Linked DNA regions of Ovis aries: region 1 is linked to region 2. Evidence: chromatin contacts called from public Hi-C data. All regions are on one chromosome and are shown on one strand. The core of a region is the stretch at or near the end of the contact, and the rest is flanking DNA. Distances in the headings are between cores, read along the strand shown.

The links. Hi-C and Micro-C count contacts between places; a contact is called where the count stands out from the background.
Region 1: a Hi-C map of hypothalamus shows a contact between it and region 2, with 4 times the contacts expected there. The contact joins the promoter of SNX30 here to the enhancer-like site in region 2. A contact is called at or near these places in 15 of 16 Hi-C or Micro-C datasets (blood, hypothalamus, liver and 6 more).

Annotation. Positions count from the first base shown.
Region 1 is chr2:10,943,171-10,945,964 of ARS-UI_Ramb_v3.0, reverse strand. SNX30 (sorting nexin family member 30) reads left to right here and starts at 1,344. Exons shown (of 8, transcript XM_042242884.2): 1 at 1,344-1,764. The coding sequence starts at 1,609. It overlaps LOC121818588 (a long non-coding RNA gene), which reads right to left and starts at 1,183. Exons shown (of 3, transcript XR_009599113.1): 1 at 467-1,183.
Region 2 is chr2:10,878,747-10,881,957 of ARS-UI_Ramb_v3.0, reverse strand. The region is part of intron 2 of SNX30 (sorting nexin family member 30); the gene reads left to right. Among named protein-coding and RNA genes, the nearest start is that of SLC46A2, 61 kb to the right of the region's middle. Within about 2 kb of position 1,842, at least 10 of the 54 cell types and tissues checked have an H3K27ac peak or open chromatin away from gene starts, as enhancers often do. A contact at or near this core is called in hypothalamus, where this site is marked.

The DNA.
Region 1 (2,794 bases), core at 95-2,594, 65 kb before region 2:
ATGATTTAGACCAGGGGAAATAAGGAAAGGTCTCAGTGAATCCCTGGGAGATGTTTTGGGTCAGCTTTAGCTCTTGGCATTCTCCTCCTGCTAAAGTATCATTTGTTTGTTTGAAAAAAACAAAAACAAAAACGTGATGGAGACCACAGTGAATCCCAGCTTCAAGACTAGTTAGGTGATGGGACTTCCCTGGTGGTCCAGTGGCTAAGACTGTGCTCCTAACGCAGGGGGGCTGGGTTTGATTCCTGCTCAGGGAACTGGATTCCATAGAAGGCAACGAAAGATCCCCACCCACTGCAACTAAGACCCAGGGGAGCCAAAAAAAAAAAAAAGATTAGTCAGGTGAAACTGGATAGACCTAAAGGGTTTGGGAAATAGATCAGGAAATGCGGTCCCTTATAAGGGCATCCCTCCCTGTTACTGTAGTATCAATCTCTCCTAACATGGGCTGATGACCTCTACTGACTTGGCCCTGAACACAGAAGCGGTGAAGCCAGGTAAAGTGGAGAAAGAAGGTGAACTTCCATCTTCAAATAGCCAAGTAACGCCTTGACTATCTCCATCCGGATAACGAAGGTCAGAGTCCAGCCCAGCCAAAAGCCTGGAAAGGAAGCACAGAAGCATGAAAACCAACGACAGGGAACCTCACGATGCTTTCAAACGGCAGTTCGGTCAAGGTGTGCGTTTAAGAGTCATAGATCAAGTGTAGCACTCGCTTTCTATTTACTGATGCTCTCTCTCCTGAGGTTCTACCTTACATAAACCCGGTGAACTGCAGAAGCAAGAAGGCATAGGGATCTCAGCGTGCCTCTGATGAAATCCACAATGCCTCCTCGAATTCCCTTGTAGGTTTCCCCGCCCGATGTTCTCTGTGCTCAAGGAGCCTCATAACCTTTTATGCCATTCTTGCTTCGTCGTTCTATCTCGGGTTTGAGAGGCCAGAAAATCCCAACTCACGTGCGTGTCCCTAAAGCCCCCGCCCCAGTCCCAAGCGTGGCTGCCCCTGGGCGCAGCAGTAAACGCGGCTGGAATAGAACAGGGCCCTCCAACGTCTGTTTCCACCTCTGATTTCCGTTAAACATTAGCTCCGGGGTGTGCGCGCAGACCCCAAGGGGCCGGCCTCCGGGAGACGAGCTTGGACGCTCGCCCGACCGCCGCAGAGGGCCGGGGGCGCACTTCCTGCGGGACGGCGGGCGGGGACCGAGCTGACCGCCTCCCCTTCCCCGCCCCTCCCGCGCTCTCCCCGCCCCCTCCTCCTCCCCCTCCCGGGACCGCCGGGCGCCGCGGGGGCGGGGCCGCGAGCTGGCTGGGCGGCGTGGCGCTGCGGGCCGGGCGCCCGGGCTAAGGTGCGAGCGGACCCGCCGCAGGCTCGGGTGCCGAGCGGGGGCGCGCGGCGCGGCTCAGAGCGGAGCAGCCCGGCCCAGCCCAGCCCAGCGCGGCGCGGGCAGACGCAGCCGGCGGGTGGCGGCGGCGGCGGCGGCTCTCGACCCCGCTGGTGCTGGGCCTCCGATCGAGCGCGGCCTCGGCCCGGGCGCTGGGGGAGCCCGCGGAGGCGGGCTGTAGAAGGAAGCGGCGGCGGCGGCGGGCGCGTCCCGAGCCGAGCGCGCCATGTCTGGCGGGCCCCCCAAGGCCCTGCCGTCCACGGGGCCCCAATCTCTGCGCGACATGCCGCACCCGCTGGCCGGCTCCAGCAGCGAGGAGGCCGTGGGCGGCGACAGCACGCCCAGCCCGGACCTGCTGACTGCCCGCAGCTTCGGCGACAAGGTGGGACGCGCGGGGCTGCGGTTGGGAGACTGGTTGGGCTCCCGAGGGGGATGAAGCATGTAGAGCCCGGCTGGGCACCGGGCCGCGCCCACCCTGCCGCCCGTTTCCCGGGGGCCGGCGTGCCCTAGCCCCAGAGCCTTGGGAAGAAGCGTCTCCTCTCTGCCGCCCCCGCGGGGTCGCAGTCGCGCAGGGGGAGCGGCCAGAGTCGAGGGGCTGGCCGGGCTTGGCTGGTCTCGAGCGCCAGTGACAGCTGGTGGGGAGGGGTCCCGCCTGCTCGCTGAGGCTGGAGGCGTGTGTGCAGTGCTCGGCGCCTGTGTCCGGGGATGGGATCCCGGTTCCTCCAGATGCAGTCACTTGTAGCTCCGCCAGTTTGCTGGGACTGCAAAGAAAAAAGAGTTAATGGTTTTCCGTGGTCTTAACTGCCAGAGGCTTCTTACCCCCCGTTTGTCACGTGGGGATTGATCTTTGTTTAGGTTTGCTGTGTGCCCAGGAGAGTCACCTGACTCAGATCCCCGCCGGCTGCGGGAGGAGAGTGCCCCTGTGGTTTTCTGTCTGGGGCTCCATTTACCTCTGACGGTCTCCCACGCTGTTTAGGCTTGGCAGAGGCTGGTTTTGTGGCTGATGGGAAGAAAGGTCGCCCATTGACCTCCTTTGTGTAGAGGGAGGTTCCTGATTCTCTTAGAGCAGCATGACCCTCCTGCTGCTTTGAGGGACGGGAGAGTCCAGTGAAGGGTTAGGGGCGGACGGCATCTCCCTTCCCCCCACAGGCATCTCAGCTGTGATCAGGACTCAGCAGTGATTGTATCAGCGCTGCTGTGGTGACTTAGTCACTAATTGCAGAAATTAGAGTTGTTCTCAACACCTGTGATCAGGATATTTATTCTCTCCTAGTAAAATACTAAATGAATGCCTCTTTGTCCCAGTACTAAATGAAATCAGGAGACCCAGCTTTCTTTCCCCCTTAGATGGGAGGACATGTGGTGGTGAGTAAAATGAGTGTGAGAGCACTGAGTAGTCAGAATAGCCGGGG
Region 2 (3,211 bases), core at 593-3,092:
ACAAAAAACTAGAGCAAATAAAATTTAAAAGACTACTTAAAATCAGCATACATGTGGAGTAATTCTCTGAGACTACTTAAAATCAGCATACATGTGGAGTAATTCTCTGACTACTTTCTCTTTGAAGTATAAATGACTATTTAGATCCTAGATGGTTCTTGAGCTTTGGGGCTTTAGGGAAATTTGGGTCATGAAACACTTCAATGGGGCTTTCAGTTCAGTTCAGTTCAGTTGCTCAGTCGTGTCCGACTCTTTGCGACCCCATGAATCGCCTCACGCCAGGCCTCCCTGTCCATCACCAACTCCCGGAGTTCACTCAGACTCACGTCCATAGAGTCCGTGATGCCATCCAGCCATCTCATCCTCTGTCATCCCCTTCTCCTCCTGCCTCCAATCCCTCCCAGCATCAGAGTCTTTTCCAATGAGTCAACTCTTCGCATGAGGTGGCCAAAGTACTGGAGTTTCAGCTTTAGCATCATTCCTTCCAAAGAAATCCCAGGGCTGATCTCCTTCAGAATGGACTGGTTGGATCTCCTTGCAGTCCAAGGGACTTTGAAGAGTCTTCTCCAACATCACAGTTCAAAAGCATCAATTCTTCGGCGCTCAGCCTTCTTCACAGTCCAACTCTCACATCCATACATGACCACTGGAAAAACCATAGCCTTGACTAGACAGACCTTTGTTGGCAAAGTAATGTCTCTGCTTTTCAACATGCTGTCTAGGTTGGCCATAACTGTTCTTCCAAGGAGTAAGCGTCTTTTAATTTCATGGCTGCAGTCACCATCTGCAGTGATTTTGGAGTCCCTCCCCCAAATAAAGTCTGACACTGTTTCCACTGTTTCCCCATCTATTTCCCGTAAAGTGATGGCTTTATCTTTCAGTAAAAACCTTGGCTGGGTAACTTCTCAGCACTGCCTGCTGCATCTTCCAGTCATCCCCTCATGGTTGGAAGAGGCTGGCTATGCTGGGAGCTCTCTAGCAGTTTTCTTAATTTTCAGGGCAGAAGTGGCCATGTTGCTAGTGCTGTGATGAGAATGAACCCCACCTCCACCCCCGCCTCACCCTCCACCCCCCACCCCCTACTCCCATTCCCTCTGCTCTTGAAGCCTAAAGTTTCGCTTTTCCTTTTTCTGATCACTTCAAGACATGCCAAAAGAAAAAAAAAAAAAAAGCCAATAGTTTGTAAGCAGTTGAAACTATCCCTTAAAGATATTAATTTGGCAAAATTGGTGACTAGTGAATTTTTTAAAAATAGACTTTTATTTTAGAACAGTTTTAGATTTACCAAATTCTTGAGAAGACAGTGCAGTGAGTTCTCATAGACCTCATGGCCAGTTTGGCTTATTTTAATAAACATTTTCTATTAGCATGGCACGTTTGTCACAAATAACGAACCAGTGCCACTTTACATTTAGTTTCCTTAGTCCCAGGCTGTTTTGGTCGTGACAGTTTCTCAGGCTTTCCTGGTTTGGGATGACCTGGATCGCTTTGAGGAGTACTGGTCAGGGTTTTTGTGGAATGTTCCTCGGTTGAGATTTGTCTGGTGTTTTGCTCGCAGTTAGCCAGGCGTGATGTGTTTTGCGGAGGAAAAGCACAGAGGTTAAGTACAATCCTCATTGCATCATGAAAGGGTACATACTGTCATTAACAGTATTTATCACTGTGGATGTTAATCTTGTTCACCTGCTTTGAGGTAATGCTTGTCAGGTTTTTCCACGGTACAGTTACCCCTTTTTTCTCTCCTCTGTAGAAGATTGCTCTTTTTGTGTAGTCCGTACTATGCATAAGGGGAATTAATGTGCCACCTCCTGGTAACTAGGTGAATTTGAAGTTCTGCACTTAAAGATCAAAGTTAGACAGCGACACCTACTGGTAAAACATAATAGCCTCATGTGTAGACACAAGCCAGAATTAGGAGACTGGAAGTCTTCCAGAATGCCCAAGGTGAATTTTTAAGTCTGTTATCTTTAACCAGTATCTTTAAGTCTGGTTTCCTTTGGTCTGCATGGAAGCATTGAGTAGAAGGTACTTTTGAAGCATGTAGAGATTTAAATTTCTTCGTAAATTCATAGTGCATATCTGGGGAGGAGAGAGATTCAATGTAGGAGAGCATCTCTGACTTAAACATGAAAGTCAGACTGGAAACTGTTTTTTTCCCCAGAAGTTCACTTAACAGCAGCTTTTCTAGGAGGTGATTGTTTGTTGTTAATAATCAACTTTGTGTTGGTCCTCTTACAGCCCTTGGGAAGGTGAGGGATTATGAGATGGACAAAGACGCCTCTCCAGGAGAGTTTATTATCAGAGGGAGACCCAGTAAACATATAGCATAGTTATTGTTTAAATTTTCATTTCTTTTTTTTTTTTCTAAGAAAAGCTTTATTGAGTTCTGATTAATATACCGTACAATTCACCCATTTGAAAATACAAGTCAAGCGCTTTTAGTGTATTCATAGAGCCATCAGCAGATCAGTTTTAGAACCTTTTCATGATCCCTAAAAGAAACCTCTTAATCCTTGCCTGTTAATTCCAAACCCTGTCTTTCCCAGTGCCTGGCGACCACTACTCTGTGTTCTGTCTCCATAGGTGTGCCTATTTCTGGACGTTTGATATACGGAGAATCATACACAGTGGTCTTTTGTGACAGTTTTTTCCATAGCAGAATGTTTTCAGTGTTCATTCATGTTCTAGCACGTGTCAGTCAGTACTTTGTTTTTGTTGTCAGATGAGTGTCCCTTCTATGGATATATCACATTTTCTCTGTTTGCTGCCTTTGATGGACAGTTGGGTTGTTTCCACTTTTTGGCTGCTGTGAGTAATGCTGCTATGAACATTCATGTGTGAGTTATTGTGTGGACATATGTTTTCCTTTTTCTCGGGTGTATACCTAAGACTATAATTGCTGAATCGCGTTTAACTGTGTATTTAACCTTTTGAGGAACTGTGAGATTGTTTTCCAAAGTGGCTGCTTCATCTTATGTTCATGCCAGCAGTGTATGAGGGTTCTGTTTCCTCCACGTCTGCATCAACCCTGGTTATAACCTTTCTTTTTGATAATAGCCACCCTAGATGACTCTTGAGAGTCCCTTGGACTGCAAGGAGATCCAACCAGTCCATCCTAAAGGAGATCAGTCCTGGGTGTTCATTGGAAGGACTGATGTTAAAGCTGAAACTCCAATACTTTGGCCACCTGATGCGAAGAGCTGACTCATTG